2 separate regions of the Triticum aestivum genome follow, and region 1 is linked to region 2. The links are chromatin contacts, called in public Hi-C maps. All regions are on one chromosome and are shown on one strand. The core of a region is the stretch at or near the end of the contact, and the rest is flanking DNA. Distances in the headings are between cores, read along the strand shown.

What was found. Hi-C and Micro-C count contacts between places; a contact is called where the count stands out from the background.
Region 1: a contact with region 2 is called in a Hi-C map of leaf, with 5 times the contacts expected there. The contact joins the promoter of LOC123083087 here to the enhancer-like site in region 2. A contact is called at or near these places in 2 of 5 Hi-C or Micro-C datasets (both in leaf).

Annotation. Positions count from the first base shown.
Region 1 is chr4A:680,095,823-680,102,035 of IWGSC CS RefSeq v2.1, forward strand. LOC123083087 (E3 ubiquitin-protein ligase Os03g0188200) reads right to left here and starts at 4,718. Exons shown (of 1, transcript XM_044505221.1): 1 at 3,069-4,718. The coding sequence starts at 4,606. The coding sequence ends at 3,539. It overlaps LOC123088089 (protein DETOXIFICATION 27), which reads left to right. Exons shown (of 8, transcript XM_044510247.1): 2 at 1-132; 3 at 457-543; 4 at 856-912; 5 at 1,053-1,291; 6 at 1,409-1,527; 7 at 1,638-1,724; 8 at 1,826-2,156. The coding sequence ends at 1,873.
Region 2 is chr4A:680,014,058-680,020,229 of IWGSC CS RefSeq v2.1, forward strand. No RefSeq gene overlaps it. Among protein-coding and RNA genes, the nearest start is that of LOC123083086, 10 kb to the left of the region's middle. Within about 2 kb of position 2,489, at least 1 of the 8 cell types and tissues checked has an H3K27ac peak or open chromatin away from gene starts, as enhancers often do. A contact at or near this core is called in leaf, where this site is marked.

The DNA.
Region 1 (6,213 bases), core at 3,468-5,967, 84 kb after region 2:
CACCTTCGCCATGCTCTTCGGCTACGTCGCCTGCGGCGGCTGCCCGGACACGTGGCACGGCTTCTCCGTCGAGGCGTTCGCCGACATTTGGGAGTTCGTCAAGCTCTCCGCCGCGTCGGGCGTCATGCTATGGTACGTGCTTCTACTGATCACTGCATGTTACTTACTGTTATTATACTTTTGGTCTTCGACTCCTAGATATATCTGTTCTACGATGGCTTAAGTACTACAGCTGACTTAAGAGATACTATGAACAACTGATATCTACTGACATACTATGCTGCTTGCATGTGTTTTTTTCTGAATGATTCCCGCCCGTACTATTCGTAGCAGCCATTTGAAGAGAGTCAATCGGGCATCAGATCTCAGGCGCATATGATTTACTTTGATAACGACGGCCAATACAAATAACATTTCATACATGTTGGACTGACAAATTTTTTGTTTCTTGTGCAGCCTGGAGAACTGGTACTACAGGGTACTCATCTTGCTGACAGGGAACCTCAAGGACGCGGCTATTGCGGTGGATGCGCTCTCCATCTGGTAACTATTCCTCCATCGCGTGCTAGTTTTCAGTAAACTTCAGAAGTACTCGTTGGCTATTCGAATATCTTGAATAATTTGTACTCCCTCCGTTTCCAAATATGTGTTTATTTAGAGATTTCAACAAACGACTACATACGAAGCAAGATGAGTGGATTTACACTCTAAAATATGTCTATATACATCCGTATGTTGTAGGATAAATATTTAGGAACGGAGGGAGTGGTACTCATTTAGTGTACCAGTTTAACAACGTTTGCTCGACGTGATTCTGACAATGCAAATATTTTATGTTTTTGTTTTTGTGGACAGCATGACTATTAACGCATGGGAGATGATGATTCCTTTGGCGTTCTTCGCGGGCACTGGGTACGTACCACCGTCTTGCTACGCACATTTCGTGCACCTTCTTAAACCAATCGAAGAACTATAGGATCAGATAAGGAATAGAGAACAACAGAGTTCAGCATGCTAATTTAAGTATGTTGGTCACGTGCTTTGCATTGCAGAGTTCGGGTGGCGAACGAGCTGGGCGCCGGGAACGGGAAGGGGGCGAGGTTCGCGACGATCGTGTCGTCCTTGACGTCGCTGGTGATCGGGCTCTTCTTCTGGGTGCTCATCATGGGGCTCCACGACAAGCTGGCGCTCATCTTCACCTCCAGCGCCGTGGTGCTGGACGCCGTCAACAACCTCGCCATCCTGCTGGCCTTCACCATCCTGCTCAACAGCATCCAGCCCGTGCTCTCAGGTACCCTGCCCAGGCCCAGCTCGACCTCTTCTATCATTTCGGCCCCCAATCTTTCTCTTATGGGCCCTTTCCAACCCACGGGCTGAATTCATTCATCATGGTCGTGATCTCCTGCAGGTGTGGCTGTTGGGTCTGGCTGGCAATCCGCGGTGGCCTACATCAACATCGGCAGCTACTACCTCATCGGCGTCCCCATGGGCGTCCTCCTTGGCTGGCTCTTCAACCTTGGCGTCCTGGTACGTGCTGCTAGTAGTACATCTCTCTCATCTTAGTAGCTGCCGTGGTTGCTTCTACACTTCGGTCTCGGCGCCGCACTGACGACTTTTGTGTGCGAAATGTTTTGCAGGGGATCTGGGCGGGGATGATCGGCGGAACGGCCGTCCAGACGCTGATCCTGGCCATCATGACCATTCGCTGCGACTGGGAAAAGGAGGTGAGTGAGCGAGCCTGCTGAAAATTGAGGATCTTTGCGTGTAACTGGGTGGTCGTAGTGCTGACTGCTGATGCGTTTTTTGACCTGGATGTCACTGGCAGGCCATGGTCGCGAGCACACGGATGGACAAGTGGTCCGAGGTCCGGTGATCGGGGAGCTACGAGAGCAAGTTCCCTCTAAGGTACAAGCACCGTTCCGGCCGGCCGGCTGGCCGTGCGCGCAGTTCGGCGGGCTCGTAGTCAGATTTGTACGGTGCATTGAAGGAGAAAGATGGCCGCGGTGTTGCATACTTCAGACATCGACACTCTTGCAAGGGAGAGGAGGCTTAGCACAGTTTTGTAGTAGTATTGTTGTGCTATTGTGGTGTATACATTCTTTGTTGTTCGTATTCAAGCAATACAAGTTCGGCCATTTGGAATGAAGTTTGGCCAATTTTTTCCACTTGTTTTTTTTTTCTTCTTGGAGGCTTTTTTTTTACAACTCCTCAATGTTGATTTCTCTATCTCATGATAATAAAAACAAAACGGAAAAATGAAATGGGCTGCTCGTTGTTTTCATCAATTTCTCCTGAAGAGAATATCACATGAAAATCAAGTTTCGTTTAAAGGAAACGTCGCTATTCTTTGCTCATAATGTGTTTGAACTTAAATTTTGCATGGCAATACAACATCACCCTCATAATATCCTCTATTTTTTTCAGATTTTTTGGAAACTTCCAAACGTAGTTTCCACGAAATTTTCTTTGAAACTTATTTCCATTGTCCTGCAGAGCCGATAACATGGTTATGCGTGTTCGTCCTCTGACAGACCAAGAATGATCACCCTCAGCCTTGTCGGGGTGTGTGAGATTTGCATTTATGAGCGGGGTAAAGCACGAAACGGCAACAGATTACTACCGTATGTATCAAGGTGCATGATCACTTATCTGATAAGACTGACTATGACGAGGCCCTGGCCCATGTCCGCACGTTATGTTGACAGTGGAGACGGAGGCACCTTGCAGCCAGGTGGGCTAACGGATGGGGTCGGCCTGTGATTGCCAGAGCCGGGCCGGGCCATCACTAAGCCGAATGACCGCACGGGAAAGATTTCTAACATCTGGATCGGCACGGAAATGATGAGGTGCTTGGTGAAAACCGAGGTGGGCATGAAGCTCCTCGGATGCAATCCAGCAAATCAAGGAATTGGACACATGAGGATTTGTTAAATTAGTTTGCAAGACCGACCCTACAAAAAAAGGTTTTCAAGACCGACTTTCTAAAACAAAGATTTGCTCAGAAGAACCGAGGTGCATTCAACTTAAAGACCGGTTTCAAGGGCTATTGATGATGTCCGGAGTATCTTAAACGATATGGTCTGGTTACAACATTAGAACAACTGAATTTTGCTTATGAAGTGTGTTCTTAAACTAGCCACGATGAAGAGTAACATGCATTAATAACATACATATAACCCAAGAACAACTGGATTTTGCTATGGAGTGCGTTCTTGGTGTAAGCGTCGTTGACAACCAGGGAGCTGCAGTCAAGGGCCACCAGGTAACATAGGAAGTAATTAACGCCTTGCCATAAGTCGCACAAGTAAACGCGGTAATTTCTGTAGCAGAACTAATTGCACAATTAATTCACGACGATGTAATGCATAATCTGAAAACTTCTGTCTACGGCAGCAGGTGCATGAATCCAAGGAGATCTTCTTCCTTCCAAATTCAAAGAGAGAAAGAAACGAGGAGATCGCAAGCCATGGAGGTCTGTAAAATTTCTATTTGCATAAGGAAACTCAGACAAGATTACACACAAGGACGAACGAAGAGGTCAAACCCGGTTTAACGCGTCAACGTCGGAGCTCTCTTTCTTCTCGTCCCCGCCGGACCCCGACCCGCTCGGTTTTTCAACCGGCGCTCCGGCCACGGGATGAATCCGTTTGCTGCCGCCGTGCTCCTCCCCGGCGTCCGAGTCCCCGCGGCTCTGCCGCTGCCATGACATGGACCGCAGGAACGAGGTCAGCCACCCCGGTGTCTTCTGATCCGCGGTGTCTGGGTACTCTGCGGCGAGGCTGGCCGCCCGCCGGTGCCTCCGGACGGCGGCGAGCTCCTTCATGACGTGCTCCGGCAGCCTCAGAGTGTGCCGGTCCGGCGCGTCCATGGCCGACTGCGTCCTGCGGTAGTGGTTGTACTCCGCGCCCGTGAACTCGTGCCTCCATACCGTGCTGAAGCTGGTGAGGGATTCAGCCGTGAAAGAGACCACCGAGCACTCCTCGTCGAGCTCCTCCGGCTCCTCCTGCACGGCCGTGTCCGTCAGGTAGCCGCGGCTCTCGGCGGCGGCCGGGATCGCGGGGGGCTCGGTGAGATCGGCCCGGCAGAGCGGGCAGGTGACCGCGCCGGCGAGCCACGGGTCGATGCACTCCGGGTGGAAGACGTGGCAGCACGCCGGGAGGACCCGGAGCTCGTCGCTGTCCTCGAACTCGGTGAGGCAGACGGCGCACTCGAGCGGGCCCGACTTGTTGGTCGCCATGCGCGCCTTCACGTCGCCGTAGACGGCCGTCGGGAAGGCCTCCACGACCTCCTTGTCGAGGCCACGGGGGCGGCAGCGATCCGAGTGGGCGGCGGCATCGACGGGCTGATCAGGGACCGTGCTACGGTACGGCCGGCGAGGGACGGGGTGCCCGCCGGTGCAGCGGTTGATGTAGATCGAAAAGAGCGTGAGGACGACGAAGGCCGCGATGAGGACGACGAGCACGACGACGGTGGTCGGCGAGAACCCGCCGGCGGTTCTGGACGAACGGGTGTGGCCCGTGCTGTTGCTCTGCTGAGCCAGACACGGGAGCGCGGTCGATGAGAGCAGGAGGAAGAGGAGTAGCGATGTGATCTGGCCGCGAGCCATTGCCGTCTCTTGGCAGGGGCGAACCGCCGGCGGCCGTGCAGATTTATCGTGGCGCCGGAGAGAAAGGAAAAGAAAGAAAAAGGAGGGAGGTTTTGATGGAACGGGAAGGAAGTGTTTGATTACGCCGGACGAAAAAGTGTAACGTAAGATCGGGATGGTGATGTGCGTAGAGAATGTTTGTGCGGGACCACCAGTCAGGGACTGGGGAAACAGGACGTGGTCATGTGGGACGGGGACGTGTAGCTCGCCTCGCCGGTGAGAGGTGGAAGAAGAGCGGGCGGTGCGGCTGACCGAGCTTCTCATTGGCTGCTGACATGTTCGTCAGCCCAGGCAAATCGCCTTAATAAAAAAGTAGAATTATTGGCCTCTCATTTCTATAGCTTTTCTCTGGCGCGTAGTAATCCTGTGGAGGACAACGAATGCCGGGTTATTTTAATTTAAATTTGTAACCGTCTCATCTCATGCCTTTTTTCATGGCTGCATTTGGTAAGAGTTTTTTTTTTGCGAGGTCCTTGTTTCTATATCTATATCTTATATCAATATAAAAAGATTCAAAGGGGCAGATCGACTTAATCTTAACCATCAAATCATGTCAATCCAACGACCTAGATTGCTTTAATGTCGAGCGCTTAACACGATTAGCATGCAATTAATTTCATACCAAATATAGTAACACGTAAATAATATCCTAGTTAATATCCGCATGCACTTAATATACTTTTAAATTAACATGCATTGCACATACACATTGACTACTACTGATTCAATAAGCCAAATTCTAACAATAGATAATTAGGCCAGGCCTTTCAAAAGTAGAGTTTTGTTACTCTATTATTCTTCTCCAGGGTGCGGCGTAAGCAAAAATATGCCTGGGCGGTGCGGGTTCACATCACCTACCATTGTTGAATGATCATAGAAAAGCCAGCAAGAACGAGTCTTTGCTCCGGTTCAGTCCAAGAGCGCAGGTTAAAGACACCGACGCTGTGTATCGTGAATGTTTTTCCAAGGTAAATTAAAGGTCCGGCCGATGGATACCAAAAGCAGCGATTGGACGGCACCAGCACCACTACCCGGTGTGGCTCAGCCTATCTTGGGTCAGACCACTTTCCGACCTGCCGGCCACCCTGGTTCACGTACGCGCCACGCCTAGCACATCATACCCCCAAGCTGACGTGCTAGTGATAATAATGAACATATTATGAACGCAAGTTGGGATGGTTTTTCTGGTTTGATAAACACTAACGATGTCGAGTCCTTGATTAATGTTCAGCGTAAATTTGGCGAGCCAAGATATATCTCCTCGGTGGTGGTACATTTTAGCGTTCTAGCAGCATGTTGTTGTTGATCGACGAGGTAGTCACACACAGTTTAGATTGTCCAAACCTTGCAACAATCAACCATTAAATGGGCAACATGAATCCTGCATGGTTTTGCTTTGACGTTGCTGAATTATACAGTAGGAACTCAAATCTAAAACCATAAACCAAAATAACATCTTCAATTTTATTATTACTTATTATTTTCCCAAATGCTGCACAACTAAGAAGTTCCGGCATCTTCATTGGAGTCATAACATCACGTTAATGTGATCAAGTGATGTATCACAC
Region 2 (6,172 bases), core at 1,239-3,738:
CTTCAATATGAGATTATTTGAACCAGTTGAATAATTAATAGATCTCAATTTATATTGACAGCTTACTTCCAATCAAGCAAACATGTCCGGCGCTTGGTAGACAGGACCGTCCACTGTCCCGGGGCTGAACTAAACTGCGAAGAGACAAGTCATTATGTTTCATGGCTTGAGGATCTTCATGCTGTCAAGATAAATTTCTTTCCTGCACTTAGAAATGTTAATACTCAAAACGTGCGATCAACAGTGTTCATACTGAACTACGGTCACATATATTTAGAAAAGATGGTAAGATTTCTACTATTTCTCCTCAGTGCATCTTTTGCATACATTATTTTTTTAAGCTAAACTTCATTGCTAAGTATGTTACTATATACGATGTTCTTCAACAGGGACTCCCGATGAATGTTGTGCCTGATTGGATCGAGACTAAAGGTACCATGAATATTGTTAGCTTACGGCCAAGATATCCTACAATGCACTTTAGTGCATTCAGGATTTCTAATAGCGAGGAATGCTTAATAGTAAAATACTGGAGCAAAATTGTGAACGATCACAGAGAAGTACTAGGGGGCAGCAGTCAGAAGCGCAATCCACGATTAGGAGACAGGTTCATCTGCATGCTCTAATATGATGAATCAGCAAAGCTATACATGTTCTATGCTATTTTACCTGAGAGAGAACAGCACGGGTGATTAATTAGCTAGTTCATGCTCTTAGTACTTGTCCTTTCATGTCCGTGTTCTTTATTCTGAACTTAATCTCAATGAGTGATTTGCTTTTGTGGTGTTATGACCGCTTATAATATCATTACCATGTTGAACTCGATGATATCTTTGCTATGAAAACCGTTGGTGATGATACATATGATGCAAGAGTTTTTATACTAATTAATATGATGATGATAATGAGTTATTATATCATTTATAAAAGAAATTGCATATTAGTTTCAACTGGATGGATTCTAGCTAAGTGATCAAGTATATGCCATATCCATATTACCTCGATCACTTAAGTAGGTGATCAAGTATATATAATATGGATATGACATATACTTGATGACTTAGCTAGGATCCACACGCATCCAGTCAAACTAATCACCTAATGATTTAACAACTCATTATAATGTAAAACAATCACTAAATTAAATTGAAAACACAAAATTAAAGTAAAAATAAAAAATAAAACTAAAACACACCAAAACATTTAGTACTGGTTGGTGTTACCAACCGGTACTAATGTCCTACGCGCCCACGGAGCTGGCTCGTGCCACGTGTTTGCCCTTTAGCACCGGTTCGTGCTGAACCGGTACTAAAGGAGTGGGGGCCTTTAGTGCCTACAATTTAGTGCCGGTTACCGAACCGGCACTAAAGCCCCTTATGAACCGGTGCTATTGCCCGGTTCTGCACTAGTGCAATAGTGGAATCACCGCATCTCGCATTGTGTGAGGCGTGAGAAGAATACGATGGCCTTAGTGGCTTCTTGGGGAGCATTGTGCCTCCACACCGCTCCAACGAAGACGTATTTCCTCTCAAAAAGAAGGAATTTCGGTAACACATCCTCGTCTTCACCGGCTCCACTCTTGATTATTTCGTACCTTTACTTGTGCAAACTTATTAGTGTTACTTCCCTTGCTTACTTGTGTGCTTGTTGTTGTTGCATCATATAGGTTGCTCACCTAGTTGCACATCTAGACAACCTACTTTGATGCAAAGTTTAATTTAGTAAAGAAAAGCTAAAAATTGTTAGTTGCCTATTCACCCCCCCTCCTCCCCTCTAGTCAACCATATCGATCCTTTCAGTGGGCGACATAGTCTGGTGCGTTTCGTGTCTGGACTCCCGCAAAGGCCTCACGCATTTGGTTCCAGTTTGTGGGAAAATCATAGTCCGTACTGCTCTGTGGACATATGGGGGCTGGCCTTGGATGGTTTCCGGGATTTGAACAGTTACGTCCGAACGGTTGCGGGTGGTTTAAGAATTGGCGTTAGAGATGCCCTCAGTTTTTTCCTATATTGTTTCGCTTAGCTGCCGTGGGAGTCGTTCATCCGTCGTATGAAACGTAGCAGCGCCAGCGGATAATGAGCATTTGATTATCTGATTGCTTGGATTTTGGATGGATGTTCAAACCTCAAAGGTCAACGACTAAACGAATTCACCTACTATAAAAAGGGGGAAAACTAAAGAACCAAGAGGCTGCGGCGAACCATTCTTCAGAAAGCATTTTTCCCTTCGCGGAAAATTCTTCAGGCATTATGACATGTGTAAGTTCACACCGATAGCTACTAATTAGAACATGTGTAAATTCCTCACGAGTTGTATAAATACCAGTTTTTTTTGGAGAAAATAACCAGAACATTGACTGGGATTATCGGGTCAGTGAGGTACTGAGGTGTGTGTATTACAGACCTGTCACGCTCATACTGAGTATACATCGAGTGTACGAACACGTACGTATGCCTGGCCCCTCGGTCTACGCATGCCAGAAAACTGACCGGTCAACTAAAGGTAAGATAAACACCGATTAATTTGTGACCGTTGATCCATCCCTCGGATGGAGCCAATGTAAGCCGCGCGGAAGTAACATCAACGTTGAACAATTCTCGCATGTGTGTTCCGATTAAGCTCGAGACGGGCCGATCGCGATCATCGACCTAACACGATTTTGACAACCAAATAACGACATGACGATAAAAAGGGTCAATATAACGTGACAGTCTAAGGCCTTGTTTGATTCATAAGTCTTAAGACTTTTTTTAGTCCCAACTTAAAAGTCTCCTTCAAAAAAAAACCTTAAAAGTCGCTAGTCTTTAAAAAGTCTCTGCCTGTTCCTTTACCTGTTTGGTTTCTGGGACTAAACATGGACTAAGAGATCATGTTATAACTAAAAGTCTCAAAAAGACTTTTTTTGAGGGTCTTCTTTCATAAGTCCTAAATGCCCAATTTAAGTTTATATAAGTCTCTTTTGTTTGGTTTAGATGGGACTAAAAAGGACTTTTTTAAATTCCTATACTAATAAGTCCATGTAAACAAACACCCCCTAAAGTGGAAGATAAAAAAGTGAAAACCCGGAGCCTGTATGAGGTTGGACATATCCCAGTAGTACAGACCCTAGGGAATGAGCTTCTCACAGCGATTTGGCATTCTGGACCATCTGATCGTTTTTCCTCTGCAATCCTGGCCGTTGGGTCTCGGGCTGTTTTGATGTGAGCCAATTAGAATTTCACCACGATTGAGCTCAACCGTTGTATAAAATTCCAATTGCAATAAAACGAAAATTTCATGCTCTCATCGGGACATTTTAGTCATTTCACCCGGGCCCATAAATATCGGTCTCGTCCGTGGTGGAGACCGAGCCGTGCCTGTCCTCTCCTCACTTCCGCCCTCCACTCCCCACTTCCCTAATCCTAACCCCTCCTCTACGTTGCTGATGCCCGTCCTCCTCCTCATGCAACCCCTCCCCTAGCCCCTTCTCTGTGTACCTTCCTCCTCCTACACATAGGATCGCCACCGGCCCTCCCTTGCACTCAAGCTGTAGAGGCGCAACAGACAATGATGGATGACACAACTGCGCGCGGGAACCCAACTGCCACTCTGAAATTTCCACTTTGCCAGATCGTTGGTCAATTCTCGTCGCAGGTCACCACGGCCACCACTCCAGTGACTGCCCTCGTCCTTGTCGCCACCCCGCAACTCGTTCCCGTCGACTAAGACAACCATTGTGATCCCGACCGCCGTCGCAGAAGCTCAGAATGCTACAGGTTCTGGCCATACCACGCCCACCTCCACTGCATGAGATGGCCTTCACCGCGTCACTACCCACCAAGGTCAATTGGTGTTTGTGCAATTTCCAAACGACCAGCACGACCACTACCGAATCTCTGGCCCCATTCGTAGCTCTTCGAGGGGCTGGGCGGCGCCATCACCAAATTTGGCCGCACCCCCACCCCACCCCGGCTCCTGGTCCCTCCCAACTTTTGTCCTTGGCGGCCTAGCGAGCTCCATTGGCCGAAATTGAGCTTGGCTATCGGCGATCATCAAATTAGCCTCCAATCCTCCCCCACCATTGGATCTATCGGAAAAACAACAACTTTCCAATTTTTAGGCACCAATTTTTGGAATCTATTGGACAACATCAGCCACGATGCATATAAATCATCTCTCTCCTACCCTATAATCGCTTTTTTGCATCACTAAGTTTTACATCATCTATTGAAGATGCTATAAGGTGTGTGTGTGTGTGCGCGCACACGCGCGTGTGTTTTTCATGTAGTACTCTTCCCCCTGGTTTTTCTTCCAAAAAAATGCCGCGGATTGCTGGGGAATGATGGTTGAATTGGCGATTCAAATTTTCCGTGTAACACGGCCGATAGCGCACGTTTCCACCTCTGGAGTGGCTGTGACACAACATGGGCGTGTCCATTTGTTGTTTGACCATTGGCTTTAAGAAAGTTCTAGAACCTTCCCAAAACTTTTTTTCTTTTTTCTCTATGTCTTTGCTTTGGTTTTTATTTCCTTTTTCCTTTTTGCGAATATTTTTGAAATTTACGAACATTTTTAAAACTCATAAAACTTTTCTGAAATTTCAAACATTTATTTAAATTCAAACAGTTTTTAAAATTCAGAAAAATTCTCAAATTCGTGAACTATTTTTAAATACTTGAATATAAAAAATCATGACCGTATTTAAAATTTATGAATATTATTTGAAATTTGGAACATTGTTTGAAATCCTGGTACATTTTAATATTCGAAGCAACAATCAAATTGATGAATCATATTTAATCCAACACATTTTCAAATTTATGAATCATATATAATCCAAAGCATTTTTCCAAATTGATGAATCATATTTAATCCATAGCATATTATTGAATTTATGAACATCTTTTAGTTAAAAAATATAAAATATATGGGCGCCCCGCCCCGCTCATGAGTCGGTTCAAAGCACGTGCAGGGTGCACGGTTGACCCTTATAAGCCACGCACCGTGCGGCATGGGTGGTGGAGGGGCACGGCTATATATTGCCCGACGCGAGCTGTAGCGCTTGCTTGCGTAGGGAATCGCCATAAATGAGCCGGCCAAGGTTGGTAGTTCTTTCTTTGTTGCCTTTCCTTTTTTCACATTTTTTCTTTTCTCTATTCCCTTGTTTTCTTACTTTTGTTTATATTTCCAAAAAAGTTATTACTATTATAAAAATCATTTTAATATTAAAATGAAAATACTAACCATACATGTTACAAATGTTAATCATGTATAAAAAACGTTATCATGTATTTAGAAAATATTAATAATGTTTCTAAGAATGTTAAACATGTATAAAAAATAGACATCGATAATATGTATGTTGAAAAAACTTAATCATGTTTCTCAAACAAATGAATCACGTGTTTTAAAATGTTAAGCGTGTATAAAAAATTCCTTATATAAACGAAAAATGTAGAATGTGTATGAAAAAAGTAGACACAAAAAATATATGTTCTAAAAATGTTAATCGTGTATTTAAAAAATGGTAAGCATGTACATAGAAAATATTCCTGATGTATACAAAAAATATACAGTGTGTGTGTGTGACAAAAGTTGACATAAATTATATGTTTTTAGAAAATGTTAATCATGTATTAGAAATTTGTTAAATGTGTAAATGAAAAATGTTAAACATGTATATAGAAAATGTCCCCGATGTATCAAAATATGGAGAATGTGTATGGGAAAGCATATATCGAATTTTTTTGGAAAAATGTTAATCATGTATTAGAAAAATGTTAAGCATGTATATGAAAAATATTAAAGGCATATGTAAAAAATATTCCTAATGTATACAGAAAATATACAATCTATATGGAAAAAAGTAGACATAAAAAATATGTATTTTCAAAAATTACTCGGTATATTTGGAAAAATATTCACGTTCCATACAGAAAACTAATAAAAGATTAAAACCAATAAAGAAACAAATAAAATGAAGAAAAACAATGAAAAATATAAAAGAAACCGATGAGCAAGAAACAATCAACAAAGGTTCTAAAAAGGTAAAGAAAAACACATACAAAAATGAAAGAAATCGGGATAAAACGAAAAAGAAAAACCAAAGAAAACCGGTGAAAATACAAAAAGAACCGAAGAGTAACAAAAAAACAAAAACATAGAAATCCGGCCTAATGCGAACCTATAGCGA